Linked DNA regions of Mus musculus: region 1 is linked to region 2. Evidence: chromatin contacts called from public Hi-C data. All regions are on one chromosome and are shown on one strand. Each heading gives the region's core, a stretch centred on a gene start, on an enhancer-like site or on the middle of the called end of the contact. The rest is flanking DNA. Distances are from core to core; before and after follow the strand shown. Region 1 overlaps Prkaa2 (protein kinase, AMP-activated, alpha 2 catalytic subunit). Region 2 holds the start of Prkaa2 (protein kinase, AMP-activated, alpha 2 catalytic subunit).

Evidence for each region. A called contact is a pair of places that touch in the nucleus more often than the background predicts.
Region 1: a Hi-C map of cerebral cortex shows a contact between it and region 2, with 2.0 times the contacts expected there. The contact joins the enhancer-like site here to the promoter of Prkaa2 in region 2. A contact is called at or near these places in 6 of 39 promoter capture datasets (the 3T3-L1 cell line, 3T3-L1-derived adipocytes, the C10 cell line and 2 more), 19 of 484 Hi-C or Micro-C datasets (the 3T3-L1 cell line, the C10 cell line, the HPC-7 cell line and 9 more), 4 of 115 datasets of contacts at active chromatin or transcription factors (PVALB interneurons, embryonic stem cells and extraembryonic endoderm stem cells) and 3 of 9 other capture datasets (adipose tissue, embryonic stem cells and pancreatic islet).

The regions. Positions count from the first base shown.
Region 1 is chr4:105,048,557-105,053,500 of GRCm38.p6, forward strand. Prkaa2 (protein kinase, AMP-activated, alpha 2 catalytic subunit) reads right to left here. Exons shown (of 9, transcript NM_178143.2): 3 at 3,360-3,453; 4 at 2,646-2,790; 5 at 778-865. Among named protein-coding and RNA genes, the nearest start is that of Gm52670, 32 kb to the left of the region's middle. Within about 2 kb of position 2,810, at least 7 of the 459 cell types and tissues checked have an H3K27ac peak or open chromatin away from gene starts, as enhancers often do. A contact at or near this core is called in PVALB interneurons, cerebral cortex and cortical neurons, where this site is marked.
Region 2 is chr4:105,107,376-105,112,392 of GRCm38.p6, forward strand. It overlaps Prkaa2 (protein kinase, AMP-activated, alpha 2 catalytic subunit), which reads right to left and starts at 2,523. Exons shown (of 9, transcript NM_178143.2): 1 at 2,330-2,523. The coding sequence starts at 2,423. Gm36893 (a long non-coding RNA gene) reads left to right here and starts at 2,523. Exons shown (of 2, transcript XR_376484.4): 1 at 2,523-2,813; 2 at 4,639-4,947.

The DNA of each region.
Region 1 (4,944 bases), core at 1,560-4,059, 59 kb before region 2:
AACATCAAAGCCCTATAAAAGACTATCTCAGAGAGATCCCATTACCCTTTGACCACACACACTTACAGTAAGAGACAGTGGGCTGCAAGGAATAGGCCCTACACACACCAAATCCTTGTGGAGCTACAGAGCTAGGACAGGCAGACTGCGGTTGTTCATTAGGATGGTGTACGGTGCTCTTCAGCAGCCCAGATGAACTAAGACTCACACAATCTCTATGTGTAAGCACCTACTCAGTACTTCTCTCAACACAGTCTGTTAACTTATACAACCAGACCCTAACTATTTCCTAATGCACCATTGAGCTAATTACACGAGAGACTTCACTGTCTCCATTTGTGTAGTTTAATTGCTTGAAATCATAGTGTCACCCAAATTTCACTCTTCCAGAGACAGAATATAAAACAACTGCCTAGAGACTGTGAAACACTATTTTTAAATAACTATGTCTGGTAAGTAAAGCCAATGGCTTAAGTGTTAGCAAATCTTTACAGCTACCTGACATTTTCTAGACTAGAAAATAGACATTGCATAAGATCTGTCTTAGCCTTCACCAATTAAAAAAATGCATGAACATATGTATTATAATCAAAATGCATAAACGCATGCATTAGAATGCCTACATGGAGTTTAAAAAATTATTCTGCCTATAATAAAAAATATGTGAACAACTGTTTCTATTATGTTGAAAAATCTTTTCCCAAAGGAAATACAATTAAATATTACTAAAATGGATGCAAGGTCACAAAAATCTCTACTTATCTCTAAAACTATTACCTTCCTGAGATGACCTCAGGTGCTGCATAATTTGGCGATCCACAGCTAGTTCGTAGAAATTCACCATCTGACATCATATTAGATAGTCCTGAAAATGAAAGCAATTTATCAGATCCTGGATATGGAAGATATAGGTAAAACTATAATAAAAATTCTCAATTATTGTAAGCTTCAGAAATCATATTCATTATTTATGTTTAAATGTAATGGTGGGTGGAGAGATGGCTCAGTGGGCAAAGCTGACAACCTGAATTCAATCCATGGATCATAAAGGGAGATAAGAGAAAACTGACTCTGGAGTCTTGTCCTCTGACCAATATGCACATCTGTACTCTTTTACATATATACCTACAGACATCACACACACACACAGAGGCACACACATAAATCTTTAAGTTAGTGTGTTACTAATTAGAGAGTTGCTTTTAGACGAGAAAGAAATCATTTTAGAGAACACACATCATTCACACTGAACGCTGAAGAGAACCACATGTGTAGATGGAATGAACTGCACTACATGAAAACTTTGACTCATTTCACACATTACAAAAATAAAAAAAAGACTATTTGAAATTACATTACTGTTTTAAAAAACAGAAGCACCATGTATTATCTACTTCTCTATATGAAGAAATAAAATATAGGCTGCTACTTAAAAAACAAACAAGTAGACAAAAACTGCTTTTAAAAGTCTTTCTTAAAAGGTTGTAGCTGGGTATTACATCTTTAGTGCCAGCACTCAGGAGATAGAACGGAGGATCTCTGGGAGTTTGAGGACAGCATGGTCTACATAGCAAGTTGCAGACTAGCCAGGGATACATAGTAAAAGTCAATTTTTTTTTTATTGTAATTAGACAGCAGAGCAGCTCCAGCTGATAAGCAGGCTGGTTTCCTTGGAGATGGGGCCTCACTGCTACCAGGTGGAGCCTCCTGTTTCAACTTCCTGGGAAAGGTTTATAATTAGAGAGCTTTGGTTCAACATAGTAAAAATAATCTTCTGAAGCAAAGCTCCAGCTGAACTACTTGCTAGAAGAAATGGTAAAGCTAGAATAAAGACAGGTACAAGGGCTGGTGAGATGGCTTAGTGGTTAAGAGCACTGACTGCTCTTTGGGAAGTCATGAGTTCAAATCTCAGCAACCACATGGTGGCTCACAACCATCCATAATGAGAAACAAATAAAAAACCTATGGGCTGGAGCAAAAGAGAGATGAGGGGAAAAAATGAAGGAAAAAAAAAAAGATAGGTACAAAACAGATAAAAACCTGCAGCATGCAACCCTGAACTGCACACCTTCCATGATGCTCTCATGACGGTCAAGTCCTGTCTTATCCTCAGACATCCATTGGGGCAGCCTTTCCAGGTGTGTTTAGGCCAGAAAGTGTATGCTGATTAAAAATGTACTTTTTACCCTGTCTCCTACCAAGGACTAACGTCCCATTTACTCATAAGTTATTAGATACTGCCCTAAGACTGACAGGCCTTTCTTTCCAAGCTCAGTTCAGAAGCAGCACAAAGCTTTCAAAGCTAAGAACAAACGTTCACACACTTGTTTGTCCATTTACCAGAAAGCATCTACTGCATCAACACATTTGTCAAAGGCATTTGGGACTCCTTCTCTTCCCAGCACCCACCACCCTCCCAAAATAAAATAAAATAAAATAGGTACCATTTCCTTAGGAGGAAAGGCATGTTGAGTGGATCTGTCTTCTAGAAACCTCAGTACTATTTAAGTTGATTTAAATAAACAAAATAGGCCAGTGTGAACTGCAATCAACCCCTTTTTGTGGTGCAGGATTTGTGAGGGTGAATGGATACTGGTCGGTTTTACAGGTTCTACACAGCCCTGGGCAACCCTGGAGTGGCGTACCAAAGTCAGCTATCTTAGCGTTCATCTGGGCATCCAGCAGCACATTCTCTGGCTTCAGGTCCCTATGGACAACCATATGCCTGTGACAGTAATCCACGGCAGACAGGATCTGCTGGAAGAGCCGGCGCGCTTCCACCTCTTCAACCTAGCAAGCAGGAAAAGAAGCTGCATCAAGACTATCTGGGGCATCATTTATTATGCACTTCAGTTTTGTAACAAGTCTAAATATAACTGATCAGGCTAATTAAAATCAACTAATTAGAAATCCAACAAGTCAGACAAAGCAAACCAGCTAAAACCTTGCCAAAGCTCAAAATAGTATTCGATGGATTTTTTTGGCTTGGCTGCTTGGCAATGATGTTTAATTTTCAACCAATATTAAATATGCACAATGTTTTGGAGGAGTCAGCAAAACCAACTAAAACAGAACTTACATGAAAATGCTATGAAAAGAAAATAATTGAAGCTTCAAGATGATTTTATACAGAACAGACTGTGAAAAGCACAAGAATCACTTGGTGATTGAGTGCAATACAGTTTCCAAATTAGTACACAAAAGGCATATTTCTCAAGAAAGAAAATATGTCCTGTATATGTAGTCCATGTTACAGAAACAATTAAAGCACTGGAAATATGTTTGTGGTTAGTTCCTTCCAGTTCCTTCCACTCTCTTAGCTTGGGACTAAAAGATACCCTAGAAAATATGTCACTCACCCGCCCATGTTTGCAGATGTAGTCGAACAATTCACCTCCAGACACATATTCCATTACCATAAAAAAGTCTGTCGGAGTGCTGATCACCTGGTAGCTTGTTGGGAATAAAAAAAAAAAAAAAAAGCAGGTTAGTAAAAAATGGTGTGCCTACAAATAACCAACCCCATCTGCTATTCTTGTTACAACTCATATTCTAATGTTTGTATAATATTCTAGGACAGCAACAGATTTTACAATGTTATCAAACTAACTCCAGTGCCATAAGCATGGAAGGAGGTTACAAGTCTCCCACTTTCTGAGGCTTATAGACTCCCCTTCAGATTTCTGCTTGACAGATTCTTGTTATCTTTCAAATCTTCACAAACATAGTTAATCATTTTTCCATTTCAACAAAAATTTGTTTAGCCAATAAAGGTAGGTATTATATGCTTAGAATATTCTTAGACATATAAAATATATCATAAAGATATAATACTTAGCAAAATTCAGTAGATCGACAAATCATCCTTTCTTAAAAGTGGCTGGGGCGAGAAGGAAGCTATATACTGAAGCAATCAGAGAGACGGGCAGATGGAAAACTACATGTCTTAGTCAGGGTTTCTATTCCTGCACAAACATCATGACCAAGAAGCAAGTTGGGGTGCAAAGGGTTTATTCAGCTTACACTTCCACATTGCTGTTCATCACCAAAGGAAGTCAGGACTGGAACTCAAGCAGGTCAGGATACAGGAGCTGATTCAGAAGCCATGAAGGGATGTTGTTTACTGGCTTGCTTCCCCTGGCTTAGCTCAGCCTGCTCTCTTATGAACCCAAGACTACCAGCCCAGGGATGACACCACCCACAAGAGACCTCCCCACTTGATCACTAATTGAGAATATGCCCCACAGCTGGATCTCATGTAGGCACTCCCCCAACTGAAGCTCCTTTCTCTGTGATAACTCCAGCCTGTGTCAAGTTGACACAAAAAGCCAATCAGTACAATTGACCCCTTGTCAACTTGACACACAAACACATCACTAAATAAGTCTCAACACTTGCTTTCTTATTCATCCCCAAGATCTAAATAAGTTTAAAAGTCCCACAGTCTTTACATATTAAAAGTTCAATCCCTTTAAACATATCCAATCTCTTTTAAAATCCAAAGTCTCTTAACTGTGGGCTCCACTAAAATACTTTCTTCCTTCAAGAGGGAAAAATATCAGGGCACAGTCACAATCAAAGCAAAATCAAACTCCAGCTGTCCAAAATCTGGGATTCATTCACTATTTTTTGAATTTCTCCAAGGGCTTGGTTCACTTCTCCAGCTCTGCCCTTTGTAGCACACACCTTGTCTTCTAGGCTTCAGATGCCTATACTCCACTGCTGCTGCTGTTCTTGGTGGTCATCTCCAAAACACTGCTGTCTTCCACTATAACTAGGCTTCACCAACAACCTCTCAGCTCTCTTCATGGTGCCAAGACAACTCCTTTGCATGACCCCTTCAGTCCTGGGCCATCAATTGCACCTTCACCAATGGTCTTCCATGGCCTCTCATAGTGCCAAGCCTCAGCTGCTCGTCATGACCCCTTCATGCCTTCAAAACCA
Region 2 (5,017 bases), core at 1,273-3,772:
ATACTTTGTTTCACCAGCCCCTTGACTTAACAACTACAGCTGTATTGATTACAAACCCACTTGACCTAGCTTAATTTCTGTCATAAAACACCCCAACTAAAAGTGACTTAGGGAAGAAAGGGTTTATTTTAATTCAGTTTCCAGGCTACAGTCCGTTTGAGGGAAGTCAAGGCAGGAACGTGAAGCACATCCTCGGTCACCAGCAGAGAGAGAGAACACATGCAGGCAGGCCTGCTCATCATGCTCGCCCATCCCTCTATACTTAACAGAGCGCAGGACCCAAACTCAGGGAACAGTACTGCCCAGAATGGGGGAGGGCTTCCCACTTGAGCATGCGCAGAAGCTAACTGGATCTAAATAATTCTTCATTAAGCTTCCCTTCCTAGGTGTTTCTTCCTTGTGTGCATTTGACAATTAATAGTAACTATCACACCACATAGGGAATATCTCTTTAGGGAAGATAAAATGGTCAGGAGAAATCCAAACAGCTCGTTCCAGCAGGGTTCTCCAGGAAAAAGATTTTTCTCATAAGCCAAAGGTCCCTTCTGCTCCATTTATATTTTAGGAAGCTGGCGCTTAGAAGCAGACAGAGACTATAACCAAATATTTTCGAACTATCCCTTGACAATGGCCTGAGAAATCAGATCGGGTATTCCACTCTACATCAAGAGGAAAAAAAAAAAAGCAAGCGCAAACAAAAGCACTTAGCAGAACATGAAAGCATATAGGCTAAGTTATATAACTTACCCTAAATGGCAAAGCAGCCGTTTGCATAACTTTGCAATGCCACAGCAAAGCAGTTCTCTGCAAAGATGGTGGCAACATCATTATCTAATCTCTATCATTATCATCTCCCAACTATCCACAACTCTTACAAGATCCCAACTTCACAAGACTTCAAAGAATTTTACAAACATTTTAGGTCTTTACAAAAATACCCACTCCGTGAGGCCACGTGGCACCTTAATATAATCTGCCAACCTCACAAAAGGCTCCATCCTTCCTTCCCCTGTTCTCCTTTCTCAATAGGAGGGGGCCATATACTTTTCACATGTATTCTGATTGTCTTTCCCTCATAGCGAGTAAGTCCCAGGAGAGCTCAGGTTTTGCTCTTTCCTAGAACTCCGTTGCCCAGAACAGTTCCCCGCATGTGGTGAGAGCATTCAGTGTTTTCTAGTTGTACAAACCGGTATTAGATACACCAAGAGGAGTTAATCCTCGCAGGAATGAGGAGTCTCTCCCTTCTATTCAAACCTTCACTGGAGGTTAAAATGTAGAAAATAAGCCTCAGCATAAAATCCCCAGACTGCTTACCCGATATTTATTCAACAACAACAAAAGGCTAATGTTTCACTTTTAATTCCCAACTTGCTACCAAGTATTTTTTTTAACAAGAGCTGTAGTTCTGTTAAAAGGACGGGTAATCAAACCCCATGTGACTCTTATTAACTAATAAGAAAGCAAAGCAAAGTTTAATACTTAACTAGTTTAGTGCAGTGTGACATTTCAAAAGCAACCAGTTTTTTTCCAAAACCCCCAAAGCAGTCCCTTCACCAACAAACATACCCCTTGCCTAAGCAAGTCTGACCTCTTGGGGACCCAAAGTCGATCACCAAGCAACATTTTCTCCCAGACCCTGACCACAGAATCCTTCCTTGAACCAATCAACCTACAGAGCTAGGGGTTCTCCTAAATTCTCTGTCCAACCCGCTGCATTCCAGCGTTTTCACACACCCAGCAGAGGGACTTGGCACCTCTCTGCTATGGGCATGCCCCTGGTCAACTCCACCATCAAAGGACTGGGACAGGGAAGAATCTGGGAAAGGCAGGGACCTCATCAGCAAGGCCAAAATTGGAGGACATCTTAGACCTCACCCTGAATCTGCCAATTCTCTGTGACCTTGGGCGTGTCTCTGAAGCCTTGGAGCTCGAGTTCTCTCACCTTTAAGGTGAGGACCGCACCCGGCCGGTGCCACGTTAAGGATTAAGTGTGACCACAGATGAGGCTCCACGCAGAGCACTTGGCACCAGTGGGAGACCCCCTCCCAATTCGCGGCGGGCGCCGTGACTCCCCCATCCTCCCCACGCTTCGGGGCCCTTCGGACTGGGCCAATCGCCCAATTCTGCAGACAAGCGAGCTGAGGCATAGAGAAAAGACAGGGCGCTCGGAGGCACCCCCCGCCAAGGCACACCCCATAACCGCTGGTCCCCCCGGACCCACGCCCGGGCTGCGGCTCCAGGTGCTTGTGCCCCGGGCTCGCCCGCGAGCGCTCCACCTGCCACCCGGCCTCGCTCGCGCCTGCCCGCCCGCCCGCGCCGCTGCACTCACTCTTCACTTTGCCGAAGGTGCCGACGCCCAGGGTGTCCCCCAGGACGTAGTGTCCGATCTTCACCCGCCCGTCGTGCTTCTGCTTCTCAGCCATGTTCGGCGCACGGGCTCCCCCTGCCGCGGGCTCTGAGCGCCGCCGCCGCTACCGCTGCCGCCGCCGCTACCGCCGCCACCGCCGCCGCCGCCGCCTACCCACAGTGCAGCGGGCCCGGGGGGCGGGACGGGGACGCCCGGGGCGCGGTGGGGAGAGCGCAGCCCGGCGCGTGTGGACGCAGGCTGGGGGAGCAGAGCCGAGGCGTCCCGAGAAAAGCCCAGGGCGGTGAAGATGGAAGGGATGAATCTGAGCGCGACCGAGATGGAAGGAGAATCTGAGGAGAAGTGGGGGTGACGGGGTGTAGACCGTGAGCCATGCCTCGGGACCAGAGGGCAAGGCGCTGGAGAGGGCGGCCCGCCCCTAGCCCCTGGCACGCTCCCCCTAGCCAAGGTTTGTTTGTCTGGGAACGTTCTAGTCCGTACCCTCTTCAGATGGCGTCCCATTGTTTTGTAGTTCCTGGTCGTGTTATTGTTAGGTCTCAACCCCCAGACAAACTGCCAACGGAGACGCCTAGCATTAACATAGCAAAGGTGACGTGACGCTGGTTCTCTCAGCATCCCTTAGTCCCCACCTGGTATAGGGTCCTCCTGCCTGGCATACCCTGACCCCTACCCTGAACTCTCCAGCCCGGGGACTGAGCTGCCCCTTCCCTCAGGTCCTCTGATCCCTAGATAATTCAGCCATTTTGGCTGTGCCAGTTTCTTAGCCCAGGCCACCCACCCCTCTTAGGCTTGGCTCCTCTCTTGCTCTCCCTCCCTCTCTCTCCTCACATGGCCCTGCTGAGTCTGACCATGTGTCTCTGCCTCTGCTTCTGCCTGTATGTTCATTTTATCTATAACAGGCCTTCCTCATTGTGTTAGTTAAAGCTTTTATTGTTGCGATAAAACACCATAACCAGAAAGCAAGTTGGGGAGGGCAGGGTTTATTTTTTACACCTCCACCGCACTGTTCATCATTGAAGGAAGTCAGGACAGGAACTCAATGCATGGAACCTGGAGGCAAGAGCTGATGCGGAGGCCATGGGGGGTTGGGGAGGGGTTGCTGCATACTGGTTGGCTCATCAGGGCTGGTCCAGCCTGTTTTCCTACAGACCCCAGGACCACCAGCGCAAGGATGGAACCACCCGCAATGGGCCCTTCCCCACCAATCACTAATTAAGCCTTACAGCTGGATTTTCTCAGTTGAGGTTCCCTCCTTTCAGATGACCTTGTGTCAAGTTGCCATATGACAAGCCAGCACATCCACCATACCCAGGAGCAGTTATGGTCTCCTTTTATTTCTTTTCTTCATTCAGTTATATAGACAATCGTGTTATAGAGATAAAAGACATTCTCTTCAGGACTCTCAATTCTAACTCATTTGAACAAAATTTCCCAATAAATCATAGACACAGCCCTAAGTATATTTCAGCACTTGCATACATGTGTGTAGATATGCATTATATACGGGACAAGGGAGAAATACTAAAAGAAATAGGAAATAATTTACATGTGCAGGTAAATGTAGAACATAGACAAAACACAGAAGGGATCAAAGAATTGTGGGAAACAAAATGATGTAAAAACACATTAAAGAAATGAGTGTATTGAGGATGGAAGTAAAAAATAATAATAATAATAATAAAAGGGAATCCAAAGCATGCCCAGAGTGTTACCAGTGGGCAAATCACTTATGAGCAAGCAATCTCTTCCTCCCGGCTCCCCTCACTCTTCCCCTCCCTTTACTTAATGTTAGCCGACCTTGCCATAGCTGAAGATTATTTGCTTCCTATACAGAAATATGAAGACTCATGTGACTTCCATTTAGCAGTTCCCTGCACTCATACAAACGTGCTTCAAAACATAAATACTTAAAAAAAAAAAAACATAAATACTTGCAGCTTTTCCCATAAAAAAATAATTTAGAAACACAAAGAAAAGGGATTATTTGCTGTTTGGGGATAAATTATTAAAGGTTAGTCAAACATCTGTGACACTGTGCATGCCGATAGAGTTTCATAGTCACATGCCTCGAACGTGAAGCCTCAAGTCACGCTGTTTGTATGTAAAGAGTGAACCGGGAACTGGGTATGACACAACTTGTTTCCTGAGACCTAGTAAACATACAGCTGACCAACTGGTGTGTCCACCATGGCGATCTGATGAGAGATGATCTCGGCGTATAAATTATAGACATCACAGCTGTCGGACATGGGCTATTTTTGTTCATCCTGCAGATCACCTTTCCTGCTGACAAGAAGATCTCACTTATGAGTCCCAACCTCGATGGCAAATTTGAGAAAGCTTCCCCGGGCTATTTTTAAGGCTGAACTTTTATTTGGTTAAAGACCATTCCTTTGCTAGTCCTTCAGATGAGGAAGCTGAGATAGCTCTTCTGCTGAGAGTCTGTGTTGTCCTAATAATCTAATAAATGATGTTGAGGAGTCTTTAAATTGTGAAGCTACACGAAGAAAAGCTATAAACTGAGATCTTAAAGCATGTTGAATTGTCGACTCACTGGCAATTAAAGTTTCATTGTTATTACACTAACCTTATAGTTTTATGCTAAGCATAAGCAATACTTTCTTGATTAAGAAGTTCATTTAGTCTCAGCTA